2 separate regions of the Mus musculus genome follow, and region 1 is linked to region 2. Evidence: chromatin contacts called from public HiChIP or PLAC-seq data. All regions are on one chromosome and are shown on one strand. Each heading gives the region's core, a stretch centred on a gene start, on an enhancer-like site or on the middle of the called end of the contact. The rest is flanking DNA. Distances are from core to core; before and after follow the strand shown. Region 1 overlaps Ctnnd1 (catenin (cadherin associated protein), delta 1). Region 2 overlaps Itgav (integrin alpha V).

Region 1 (6,852 bases), core at 535-3,034, 890 kb before region 2:
GGGCTCTTCCTCCTAGAGCTGATCTTTGCTGGCTGAAGATGCCATGCTGACTGTTTGGATGCGTAGTTGCCATGGAGGAAGATTTTACAATGGGATTGATTGGTCCTCACTCCCTTTCTTTCTTCCTTCCCTTTCTTTATTCTTGTTATTGTTGAGACAGGGTATCACTATTTAGCTCTGGCTGGTAGACCTTTTTTAAAGGACCCATTTTAGGCTTTGTGTGCTGTTCATTAGTGCCTTTGTCATGTCTCTTGTCGGGATTTCATATTTTTAAAAGGTTATTTTAAAAACTCTTACTTATGGGTGTGCACAAAAAAACATGTTTGGTCTTGGGCTGCAAACATTACTTTAAAATCAGGGTCTATATTTTCCAAGTTAAGAAATAAAGGAAGGCTTATAGTTATCTTGATAGTGAGGGTGCCCTGGCAGCTGTTCTCAGTCTTTGTAAGTAGGTTCATGACCTTCCAAAGCAAAGGTCTTGGCACTTTCCAAATGTATATTAGGTGGTATTGGCTAACCATAAACTGAATTAGTCTGGGACAGGAGTAGAGGCCCTATTATCTAAGCCTGAGTCACTGACACTCTTCAGATGGCGTGGTTAGCAAATTCAACTCCCATGTGACTCACCTTTTATTCCTAAAGGGGCACCAGATCTTAGCTGGTGTAAGCTAGCTAGGGTAGATAGATAGCAGCTATCATTAGAAGAGTCTGCCCAAGGAGTGGGGCTGAAGTCTGCTTGCTCTGACTTCCTCAATAGCCAAGAGAGATTAGACACAGGTGGGTGTGGATGACCAGACTGTTCCCTGCTGTCCTTTGAAGTGCCAGTCACATAGAGCGGGTTTGGGGCTTGGTTCTTGGGTTTATTCCAGGGTGACATTGAGTTTGGAATCCTGCTTGACTAGCAAGATTCTTGACTAGAAGAATTCTGCTTCCTGTTTCGGCCTTCAAGAATAGTGCAAGGTCAAACTTTCATAGCAAGGCAGTGATTAGTGGCAAAAGCACTGAACTTGAAAACCCTGGTTTTAGTTTGCCTCTGCCATTATCTATAGAGCCTTAAGCAAGTTATTGGGTCATTTGTGCAGTTTTGTTATTTGTGAAAGAATCTTGATCTACTGCCTATGAAAGAAGGAAGTATAAAGATAGACTTCCTTGAGTGACTGAAACAAAATCTGGCAGTGGCAATTATTTTTATAGTTGCTTGTCTTAAACAAGAAAAGTAAAATATGCTCAGCATACAGCCTAAAACACCATTCTCTCATGGACAGTTTGGTGTTTCTTGGGGTTTTCTTGAAAACATGTATCCTGTTTTCTCATTAAAAGGAAATATTTTTTCATATAGTGTTTAGCAATCTGCTTTTAAAACAAAACAACTTACTTTATTTTGTTTAAATGACATTTTAAGTTTAAAGGTGCCTTTACTATCAACCCCCTACTTCCCTTGGTTTTTCAAGACCAGGGCTGTCCTGGAGCTTTCTCTGTAGACCAGGCTGGCCTTGAACTCATAGAGATTTGCCCTGCCTTTGTCTCCCAACTACTGAGATTAAAGCCATGTGCCACTACTGCCAAGTCTATTTATTTTTTAATGAAATGATTTGTTCTACTGAGTTTTTTATTGTTTAATGATCAGTGTTGATACCTGTTAGGTAGGCTAATTTTCAATGTTTGGTGACTGTGGGAGTGGTTTTATGGAACAAGCAAGTCTTATTTGGAGAGTCCTACACAATAGAGTCCCCTATCCCAGTGGGAGCCCGGGGGGGGGGGGGGGGGGTTGGGTTGGTGGTGAGTGAGGTGAGCTCATAGATAATAGGGTTCTTCCTTTGTACTTATAAATAACAGTGTGACAGGCTCACCCTCTAGTGGGTATTGATGGTACTGAAACAGGAAGTGTTGCTTCTCATCTGACATCTTTCAGTTTCTTCTTCTGATCCAAGAGCTGGGACATTCCAATATATGTTGGTGTATAGGTGCCATTTGGCAGACATGGAAATGTAGAAGTTGAAGGATGGAACTCTTCTTGGAACATACCTGTCTGACTGAATAGCACGTGAGGCCCTGGGATGAACTGTGACAGCTAGTGTTCAAGTTTATGCCTCAGTAGTACTAAAGCTAACTCCTCAACAATATAGCCAGAAGTCCTCTGTTTTTCTTGATCAGTGCCTCTTCAATTTCCAAAATAGGGCGAGCTTAATAGTTTTGTTCCACTAGCTCTTTCCTGTGTGCGGATTCCTTGTGTGTTCTCTTTGTGATGAACGTTCCACATACTTGTCTTTCTCAATCAGCAAACTTCACAGGTTACTTTTTAAAATTTATTTATTTATTTATTTATTCATTCATTCATTCATTCATTCATTCATTGGTTTTTTGAGACAGGGTTTCTCTGTGTAGCCCTGGCTATCCTGGAACTCACTTTTTAGCCCAGGCTGGCCTCGAACTCAGAAATCCGCCTGCCTCTGCCTCCCAAGTGCTGGGATTAAAGGCGTGCGCCACCACACCCGGCCACAGGTTACTTTTAAGTTATTAAAATTGGACCCAGGGAGAGAGTTCAGTTGGTGAAATGCTTTTTGCACAACATGAGGACCAGGATTTGAGCTCCAGTACCTACATAACAAGCTAAGCTCTGTGGTGGCAGAGATAAGAGGATCCTTGGGTCCTGCAGGACAGTCAGACTAGTTTATCAGCAAGCTTCAGATTTGGGAAGAAACTCTGTCTCAAAAAAAAATAATAATAATAATGTCGAGGGACATTGAGAGTACTTGCACTTGCTCACAAAATTATTAAAAATTGACCATACAGAGGAGACACATGATCTCTGTAGAGCTGTGATCCTACCTTGAAGATGATTGGTAATAGGAATGTCTATGAAGCCAGATTTAACTGCTTGGTTCTTTGTTCTTTCAAAATTGCAGGAGCTATGAAGACATGATTGGTGAAGAGGTGCCGCCTGATCAGTACTATTGGGCTCCTTTAGCTCAGCATGAGCGGGGCAGTTTAGCAAGCTTGGATAGTTTGCGAAAGGGAATGCCCCCACCTTCAAACTGGAGACAGCCTGAGCTGCCAGAGGTGATTGCCATGTTAGGCTTCCGCTTGGATGCTGTTAAGTCCAATGCAGCTGCATACCTGCAGCACTTATGCTACCGCAATGACAAGGTGAAGACTGACGTGCGGAAGCTCAAGGGTATCCCGATATTGGTAGGATTGTTAGACCATCCCAAAAAGGAAGTGCACCTCGGAGCCTGTGGAGCTCTCAAGAATATCTCTTTTGGACGTGACCAAGATAACAAGATCGCCATAAAAAACTGTGATGGTGTTCCTGCTCTGGTCCGATTGCTCCGAAAGGCTCGTGATATGGACCTGACTGAAGTGATTACTGGTGAGTGCCAGGTTAGAGGTCACTGTTAATCTATAGACAGGTATGGATCTAGAACTTTCTAGACTCTTAACTTTTAATTAATTTATTGAATAATTAATTCTTTTTGAGTCAGGGTCTCACTGTGTAGCTCTGGCTGGCCTAGAACTCACTATGTTGAGCAGGTTGGACTTGAACTTGAAGTAATCTACCTGCTTCGGCCTCCCAAATTCTGTGATAAAAAGCATACACTACCATGCCTGGCCAATCCATTATCTTTTGATTATAGGTTCCGAGGTAGTGAGTAGCCTTGGGTCAAATCTGCTTTACAGATTTGATTGGATGACACATGACACACGCAATATTCTCCAACACATTGTGCATACCTGCATGTTTTCTTGTTTTTTTGAGGTAAAGTCTTTCTCTATGTAGGCAAGTTCTAGAACTCACTATGTAGCTTAGGCTGTCTTCTCACAGAGATCCACTTGCCTCTGCCTCCTGAGCTCTAGGATTAACGAGTGGGCCACCATTTCTGGTGCAGTCTGTTATTTTTGACCAACTATAGTAGTAGAGAAACTTGTTTTCCAAAGACACAAGCTGGAGAGCAATTGCCATTTATCCACAACCTTATAATCTGTTTTAAATGTGTACCTTTCTTGACTCAAGCAGCCTGTTCCATTTAGAAATTTGAGTTTATGGCCATTTATTTGGAATAATTTTCCAGATTATACAAGGTGATCCGTTTTGTGGGGGTATAATCACCATTCCAGAAAGAAAAAGAAATATTGGTTCTTAATTGGCAGGATATTTTTGCCCCAAGAGGACATCTCCATTGCTGCAGTTGCTTTTGGTTGTCATAACTTGAGGTTAGGTAGAGCATGTTCTTGGCATCCAATGAGTAAAGGCTAGGGCCTGATTAACGGGCAAGCATCCAACAATAGACAGGACAACTTCCCACAGCAAAGAATTATGTGGTCCAAAGTGACTGTGTTGCTGAGCTAAAGAAACTGGTGTAGATTGTTTTGTAAAGCTATTTGTGCCTATATTAAACTATACTATAAAATACATATTACCATGGGCCAGAAGCCTGACTAATACTACATGGAGTCCTAGACTCTGTAATGGGTAAATCTGTGGTCATTGACGAAGAAGGAATAGAATAGGGCTGCCTCTGATATTCTGCAGACATACTGTCTTGGGTGCTAAAGAGCTCTCTGAATTGTCCCTGTCAGGAACCCTGTGGAATCTCTCATCCCATGATTCAATCAAAATGGAGATTGTGGACCATGCGCTACATGCCTTGACAGATGAAGTTATCATTCCACATTCTGGTTGGGAGAGAGAACCTAATGAAGACTGTAAGCCACGGCATATTGAATGGGAGTCAGTGCTTACCAACACTGCTGGCTGCCTTCGGTAAGTGGAGGTTTTCAAGACTATAAAGATTCAATTTTTGCTGGAGTTGGTAGTGCTGGCCTATAAACCTGTCAGACCCTGTCTCAACAAGGGATGTGGTTTGGCTGCAGATAGAATGGAACTCGTTGCTAAGGTGCTTCCCTGGGTGCAGTCTCCAGTCCCATACATATATGCATGCACCCCAGTTGGACACTTTTTCTTTTTTTTTTTAAATTAGAAGTTGAGTTTCTGTTTGTTTGTTTGCTTGCCTGCTTCTTTTAATTATGATTATTTTGTGGTACTGAGGACCAAATTCAAGACATTGCATGTTCTAGGCAACCTTTACTCTACCTTGTGTGTACTCGACCTCAGCCTACCTGCCTTTGCTTCTTTCTTGTGTGTACCATGTTTATCGGCTTGTGTGTTTATTCCCTCTTCCTGTTCACTTTTTATTCCTCTTTGATTTTGTTCATCTAATTAGGTAAACGCCTTTTTAGAGCCTCCCACATACAAGCTTCTTACCTAGTTGTGGATTTTTGTGTCTTGGTTCCTGTCATGGTCATCTGTATTTCAAATTAAACACCTTTGTCATTGTCTGTATTTATTTGTGCTGCTATATAACAAATGACTTCTGGCTAGATTTACTGATGTTGGTTCTGCCCTCCCCACAAACCCATTTTTTTTTTTTTTTTTTTTTTGTGGTGCTGGGTATTAAACCCATTGCCTTGTATAATCTTGGGTAAACTATCTGCCACTTAGCCTGAAAGAGGGTGTCAGATCCTCTGGAGCTACAACCTTTGTGTGGGTGCTGAGGGTTGAACCCAAGTCCTTAGAAGAGCATCCAGTGCTAGTGCTCTTGACGCTGCCTGCCTGTTCCAGTTCCTGGTATGCATGTTTTTCAACAGGACTTCACAAGCTTGAGAAAGCTCAGCAGACAGACTTTCAGTCAATTTCCAACTGCAGTACCTTGCTTTTAAGTATCAATTGCCTATTGTACTGAATACAAAAGGTTTTAAGGAAGCTTTCGATGGAAATGAAGAACAATATCTGTGGGGGGCACTTTATGGATTTAAGTCCTCTACTTAATTTTGTGTTTCCCTTAGGAACGTAAGCTCAGAGAGGAGTGAAGCCCGGAGGAAACTTCGGGAATGTGACGGCTTAGTTGATGCCCTCATTTTCATCGTTCAGGCAGAAATTGGGCAGAAGGATTCAGACAGTAAGGTAAGTTAATGAATGACTAAGTGAATTTTGTTCACTAAGGCGCCTGTGGTCCAGACCTACCACCTCAGGCTATCAGGTAATATAAAATATTTATTATGCTACCCCCTCTCCCTAAAATGGGCATTTAGTTTAGACAAAGAGAAGTGTGTGTGTGTGTGTGTGTGTGTGTATGTGTGTGTGTGTGTGTGTGTGTGTGTGTGTGTGTGTGCGTGCAAGTACACAGAGAAGAAGCCAGGAGAACATTTGTTCCTTGTTTGTTACTCAGGCACTTTCCACCTTATTCTTTTTAGACAGGGTCTCACCTTGAATCTGGAGGTTGTGTTCTTTGGCTAGGCTGGCAGCAAGTACTTCAGCAATGCTGTTCCTATAGCACTGGTTTATAGGTGCATTCAAGATCATGCCAGACTTGTTGTGCAGCAAGTGCTGTTAATGACTAAGCCATCCCTTCAGCTCCAAAGATAGTTTTCTTTAGGTGTGTGTGTCCCATATAGAGTTAAGCTGCTTAGTAGTCTTCCACATTATATATTTTCTTAGTAGGGAAAACAGGGGCCTAAGTGTTGGGTCACCAACTAGTTGTAGAAGCCAGTACATGTCTATAATTAGACACCCTGTTAGCATGAAGGAAACAAGAATTTTGAGGATCTTGGGGTACTGACAAGGCAACCTGAGAGAAGATGGATTGAGTTATGCATTTAGGATTGATCTTTTAATACTCAAAACATGGAGACTTGGATTTTCTTGGAAGTCATCATAAGCATTCTCTTTTCCAACTGAACCTTTTTGTTTTATGTCCCTAAGCTTGTGGAGAATTGTGTTTGCCTCCTCCGGAACTTATCATACCAAGTTCATCGTGAAATCCCACAGGCAGAGCGTTACCAGGAGGCCCTTCC
Region 2 (6,666 bases), core at 1,036-3,535:
GCCTGAGTGCTTGCAGGAGTCCAGGAACCAGGCTTCTGCTTTCATCAGGCTGTCCGCACATTACAGGCATGAAAGGATGGTAATTAGAAGAGCTAATATTGATGTTCAACAGTTTCCCTATGCATCCCTTCATGTGCAGTCTTGCCCACTGGTAAAATACATAGAAATAGGAGAATAATGAAGATGGAACTTGTGAAAACTGTCAGGGTCTAATCCCAGGTTAGTGATTAAAAATCAATAAGATTAAAAATATGAGAAACAGAGTTTTTTATACAAATATCACTGTAATACTTTGGTTACTTTTAAGATATTTAAGTATTTTAAAAGAAACAAATGGAGATTTGGAAAAAGTTTAAAAAAAAAGAATTTTTAAAATATTTATTTATTTATTTAATGTATGTGAGTACACTATAGCTGTCTTCAGACACACCAGAAGAGGGCATCAGATCCCATTACAGATGGTTGTGAGCCACCATGTGGTTGCTGGGATTTGAACTCAGGACCTCTGGAAGAGCAGTCAGTGCTCTTAACCTCTGAGCCATCTCTCCAGCCTCAAAAGTAAAGAATCTTAGAAGGAAGTTATATATTAAAAAAAATAAATAAGTATTCCCATAGACTGGAGGGTACAGGGTGGGAAAAAGATGCTAAGAAAATTAAGGAAGCTGGGCTGATGTGGTGCACACTTTTAATTCCAGCACTTGGCAGGCTGAGATAGGCAGATCTTTGAGTTAGAGCCAACCTGGTCTACAGAGTGAATGCCTGGATATCCAGGGCTACACAGAGAGACCAAGGAAAGGAGGAGAGGAAGAGAAGAGGAAGAAGAGGAGAAAGGAGGTGGTGATGGAGGTGGTGATGGAGGTGGTGATGGAGGTGGTGATGGAGGTGGTGTTAGAAGTGATCTTTTTGTACACTTTGTGAAGACGTATCTCTGTCCTTCCTTGCCTGCTTAAGGTGCCTCTGATTGGTTGAAATAAAAAGCCTATGACCTATAACAAAAAGCATAATAGTAAGGTGGGACTTCTGAAGAGAGAGAGAGAGAGAGAGAGAGAGTGACTGATTGGCTCTGGGAAGGAGGATGGCACAGGGATGCACTACTCAGAGTCAGAGGAAGCATTATTTGGGAACTGGGGCAGGCATAGAAAGGTCACAGTTACAAGAAGGAGAAGAAAAAGAAAGAGGAGAAGCAGGAGGAAGAAGAGAAGAAAGAGGAAGAAGAGGAAGAGGAAGAATAATTAAGACAAAAGTTATTTATGCTACAAAAAAAAAAAACAAACAAACCAACCTGTAAGCCCATCAATGAAACACTTTATAAAAAGCAAGTAGTGTTACTTAAAAGTCAACTAAAACTGTCTGCTGATTGCCTGCAGAAGTCCAGGTATAAGAAAAGAGGAGACAGAATAGAAAAGTTGTTTGCAGTGTAACAAGCAGCACCACCCAGTGCAAACAGAAGGGGTCAACTCACAAACAAGGCAAGCAGTCAAGAGGAGTCACTTGAAATCTCCGTTCTCAGGTCTCCAGAACAGAGGTACAACGCTCTGTCGTTACTTAAATTCTTTCCCAGGTGGCCAGTCGATAAATGAAAACAATACGTTAGCAATCAAACCAGCAGTTGATATACTTAATAAACTATTTCCTAATGAAATAGGAAGTAATTTAAAGTCTGCTTTTAAAGGAGCTTTTCTTTCCACAGAGCCATTAGTGCTCAAGTAACTAACTCAAAGGAGAAGAGGGAAAAGCGAAGGGCAGGAAAGCTGGCTCATACCGTTTCCTGGCAAAGCCGACAGGTGGGGAGCTACCTTAAGCTCGCACGGGGCTGGAAAGACCTCACGGAAGAATGTGTATATTTTTGAAGCTAAGCAACGTAAGATCCAACATGCCTTCGGTGCTCTCCTTGCTGTCTCTATCTCACTCCAAAAAAAAGTACGCCCAAAAACATGACCAAGAGCCACACCTACACCAGCACTCGATGGTAACTCGATTTATTTGTACTAATGCCTCTTTAGGACTCCAGAAATGAGTGTGCTATTCATGCGATGCCAAGGAATGGGGGGAGATGCTAAGAAGCAGCAGGAAAAGAAAGGAAGAGATAGAGAGAAAGAGAGAGAGAGGAGCGAGAGGAGCGGAAGGCAAGAGATGGGAAGGAGAAAGCAGTTTGGGTGGGGGTGGGAAGAGAAAGAGGGGAAAGAGACACGCTGTGAGGATGGCCCTGAGCTGCACTTCCTACCCAGTGCAGAAGAGGAAGGGCAGTTGCTTCACAGAATACAAGTCTGGCTACCAAGCAGGGCAGCTGGCCAAACAATGACAAGTACACTTCCAAACTTTCCAAATGAACTAAGCTCTTTGGCTGCTCTCAGCACTGGCCTTTCCGAGATAAAGCTTGTTTCATATACGTAGCTGACTCTGAGGTGTCCAATGGGAACTCCTGAAAAAAAAAACACTATTTATATACATAAAAGGAAATGTGTATAAAATAGTTGAGGTGTAATTCAAGTTTCAGATTTTCTCTACAAACAAACAAATGCTTTGGGTCAACAACTATGTAAAGTAAAACGGAGACAGTAACTACCACATTTCATGCACGGCCCTGGAACTCACAGGCATTGCCCTGCCTCTGCATCCCGAGGCCTGGGAATTAAGGTATCCACCAACCATCACATCCACCCAATAAATCTATGATCTTAACCGAAAGGAATAGACCTAAGGTTTGCTTTCCAAATAATAAAGACTGTAGTTTAACCAGATGTATTATTTATGATGGAGAAAATTAACCAACACAGTACATTCAAGTTTATTAAAACATGCACTTTTTTTTCTTTTTGGGGGGTGGGTGTGCGTTTTTGAGACCAGGTCTCACTCTGTAGCCAAAGCTAGCCATCCTGGAACTCACTACCTAGCCCAGGCTGGCCTCAAACTTGTGACAATCCTCTCCTGCCTCAGCATTCTGGGTGCTGGGACTTCAGGTAAGTACACTACTTTGAGTCATTTTCTAAGGTATTGTGACATGGAAATTTGAAAATTTTCCTTCAGGAGGCCTTAATCTGGGTTTGGATTTCCTCTGCCAATGGAACTACTGAAAAAAAAAAGTTTTGGAAATATAAAAGCAGTAGAAACATATAACATGTTTTGCAGGTCTATCAGCCAAATAGGCAGAATGATTCAAGAAGCTCTGAGCCGCCCAGAGCCAGGCTCAAGTGAGAAGCAGAAGCAGAAAGCGAGCTAGCAGCAAGGAAGCATTATCAAGGAAGAGATTGTAAGTCCTTCTGCCTGGTGACTAAGCAGTGACTAATCTCAGAGGAGTGTAGCAGGAGAGGCAAAGTAAAATAGAAAATCAGAGGGAGGAATATGAAATGATCTCCAGGGCAACAGAGAAAGGAGGGTTCCATTAATAGAAGTGGAGGTGCAACCAACATCTCCTGATGCAAATAGAATTCATTTTTAGCTGAGTTAACACGGCTAATTCGGGCTAACTGGCCCACAGCTATTGCAATATTGTTCCTAATGGAGATAAAGAACTTGAAACTAGGGCCTTTTCTGTTCTGAGAAAAGGTATCATGTTACCCCAGCAGGCCTGGAACACAGGACATAAGTGGGGCTTGAACTCCTGATCCTCCTACCTCCATCTCTCAAGTGCTAAGATTACAGATGCATTTTCTAAGCATTTTCTACCACAATGCCCGGCTCCATTCTGGAAGCTTTGCTTAACACTTCTTTTTAGTGAGTACTGATGCATTCATTTCCATAACAATATGAAGATGATATTCTCACTCATAATCTTCTATTATAAGAAAAAAGAGGGGCTGGAGAGATGGCTCAGCGGTTAAGAGCACTGACTGCTCTTCCAAAGGTTCTGAGTTCAAATCCCAGCAACCACATGGCAGCTCACAACCATCTGTAATGGGATCTGATGCCATCTTCTGCTTTGTCTGAAGACAGGGACAGTGTACTCATCATATATATAAAATTCAAATAAATAAAATTTACAAAAAGAAAAAGAAAAAGAAGAAGTGAACCCGTTCCGTAGTATTTAGATTTCTGAAACTGGAATATGTGGGGATCACAGCTACTCTCCTCCTTAATCAATTTTTTTCACATAGGGGGAGCTCTTTTATTAACATTTTACTACATAGTTCTCCTTTAAAAGTTTTTAAGCCAGGCATGGTAATGCATGCCTTTAATCCCAGCACTTGGGAGGCACGGGCAGGCAGAGAGAGAGAGAGAAAGAAAGAGAGAGAGAGAGAGAGAGAGAGAGAGAGAAGGAGGGAAGGAGGGAGAGAAAGGAAAGGAAAGGAAAAAAGGAACTATCAATATATGCAACAGATAATGACATACAATACTGTGGATTCTAATGCTTGCTGAATATATAGTGAATATACAGGTGCCTTTGCCAATACTAAGCATAATTTTGTTTGGTTGGGTTTTTGGCAGGTGGGATGAGGTAGCTTTTCTCTGTGTAGTCCTGGCTATCCCCGAATTCTTTCTGTAAACCAGGCTGGCCTTCAACTCAGAGATCTGCCTGACTCTGCTTCCAGAGTCCTAGGATTTAAGCATGTGCTACCACCATCTGAAATTTTGTTTGGTTTTGGTTTTTTTCTATTTTAAGATTAAGTATAATTTTGTAATAATCTTCATTTAATCTGGAAGAGTCAGTAAGTATAAACCGTTGTTTAGGTGTATTGGGAGGGAGGGGGCCCCTCAAAGTTGCTTTCTTTTTTATGTTAGGCTGGTCTCTTGGTACCAAAGTTGATAGTGACTGTTTCAAAATACAACATGCAATCTCCAAAGTTCCACAATATCTTACTATTAAAACTCATGCATAAGTTCCTGTAAACATGAGACTGTGTAAATGTATGAGCTCATTGCATATCCATATGTTTTCCAAAGATTAGTTACATTCCTTGCAATCAACAATAGTAAATACCACCAACAGCTCAAAACTGCTGTTTTCCATGGCAAAAGACAATTAAAAGCTTGCCAGCCTGCCATGTTTCTGGATGTATCTTGGATACTAAATCTTTGCCATAGACAAACAGAAGCAAAAAAACAAACAAACAAACAAACAAAAACAAAAACCAACTAAATTAATAACAGTAAAAAGTAATAACATCTGCAAAACACTCCATCAACTCTGAAGTATTTAACTGCTAATTCCTGTAAGGCAGAGAATATATTTTCAGTCAGAAAAATTTCTGTATAATTTAATCTAAAAGATACACCCAGGGGGCAAGTGCAGTGGCCATGATGTAAAAAGCATACAATTAAAAAAATACATGGAGCCGGGTGTGGTGGTGCACGTCTTTAATCCCAGCACTCGGGAAGCAGAGGCAGGCGCATTTCTGAGTTCGAGGCCAGCCTGGTCTACAAAGTGAGTTCCAGGATGGCCAGAGCTATACAGAGAAACCCTGTCTCGAAAAACCAAAAACAAACAAACAAACAAAAAATACATGGAAAGGAGAAACTTTTAAACAGTGAGCTAACTAAAGCGGTCTGATAGAGTGGATGTGGCTGTAGCTCAGAGGTATATTACAGACTCAGCAGCCTGGGCCCCTGAGTAGAACCCCAAGCTCTACTCTATCCATACAAAGAGATCATTCGCATGGCGGGAGTGGTTAAATGTCTGCAATTGGTGCTTCTGTGGTTTTTTGGTTTTGTTTTTGTTTTTTTGGAGAGTGTGAGCTCAGGTCTAACAGAAAGCACTGACAATGTGAATCAAACCGTGCTCTACATAAACAATGTCGATTTTTGCCAACCCCACCCAAGCTACAGGTTGCTTTAAGGACTGGTTCCTATGATACTCATCAGTGTTCAGGAAAACGGTGACAAACCCTGGAGGCTGCCCCAACTACCTCAGACAAATACTTAGGTCACCTTCAAATGAACCTTGTATCACCTACCCATCAAAATTATGCCTTGCACCTCCCCAAAACTAAATTGGGGGGGGAGTTGGGGGTTTGTGGTAAAAAAAAAATATGTTGTTACCCCAAGGGGTACACTAAGAAGTAACTAAAGAAACCGTTTCTTTGGAAATACAATGTAATAGACATGAAAAACATCAATTTAATCGGGGTTTCCTACACTAGTAGGGATGAGAATGATGCCAGCGTTGAGTCAAAGACAACTTTAATCCAAAAACACGACATTAGCCGTCACAAATCCTCAGGAACTTTGCAACACGGGACGTGAGTAATTTGAAAGCCTACGTGACCTGCTGTATTCTTCAGCATTGAAGTGACCTGCAGAGAGTGAAAACTCAGCAAACACCCTCGCTCTGTCTGAACAATGACCTAAATAGTGGACTAGAAAGGAGCAGATGACGCATTCCATTCATCTGGTGGACCTTAAACGCGCAAAGGTCTCATAGTCCTTTACAAATTAATACAACAATTTGGTCACTTTAGTCATCGGAGTGTCTAGAAGAGGAGTGGGAAAAAAACCGAGAGAGAGAGAGAGAGAGAGCGAGAGAGAGAGAATCAGACGAAGGAAGAGCTAATTTCAGAAAGCAAAAAGCACTAGGAAGAGGCTAACTGGTTGATACGGAAGAAAAAAATTCTGGGGCCAAGTGAAGCAAGTTACGGAATGACAAGAGATGGCCAAAAGTCTCGCAGGACAAGCCTGTACAGATGTCTCACTTTTCCTGGATGCTTAACAGAGCTCCTTCAAAGCTCTCTC

Evidence for each region. HiChIP or PLAC-seq counts read pairs in DNA pulled down with a chosen protein or histone mark.
Region 1: an H3K27ac HiChIP or PLAC-seq map of microglia shows a contact between it and region 2, with 5 times the contacts expected there. The contact joins two enhancer-like sites. A contact is called at or near these places in 3 of 39 promoter capture datasets (the C10 cell line, liver and neutrophils), 2 of 115 datasets of contacts at active chromatin or transcription factors (embryonic stem cells and microglia) and 1 of 9 other capture datasets (liver).

Annotation. Positions count from the first base shown.
Region 1 is chr2:84,612,998-84,619,849 of GRCm38.p6, reverse strand. It overlaps Ctnnd1 (catenin (cadherin associated protein), delta 1), which reads left to right. Exons shown (of 19, transcript NM_001085450.1): 6 at 2,907-3,370; 7 at 4,579-4,762; 8 at 5,845-5,962; 9 at 6,761-6,852. Among named protein-coding and RNA genes, the nearest start is that of Ctnnd1, 34 kb to the left of the region's middle. Within about 2 kb of position 1,784, at least 89 of the 459 cell types and tissues checked have an H3K27ac peak or open chromatin away from gene starts, as enhancers often do. A contact at or near this core is called in microglia, where this site is marked.
Region 2 is chr2:83,725,155-83,731,820 of GRCm38.p6, reverse strand. The region is part of intron 1 of Itgav (integrin alpha V); the gene reads right to left. Among named protein-coding and RNA genes, the nearest start is that of Itgav, 4.1 kb to the right of the region's middle. Within about 2 kb of position 2,285, at least 122 of the 459 cell types and tissues checked have an H3K27ac peak or open chromatin away from gene starts, as enhancers often do. A contact at or near this core is called in microglia, where this site is marked.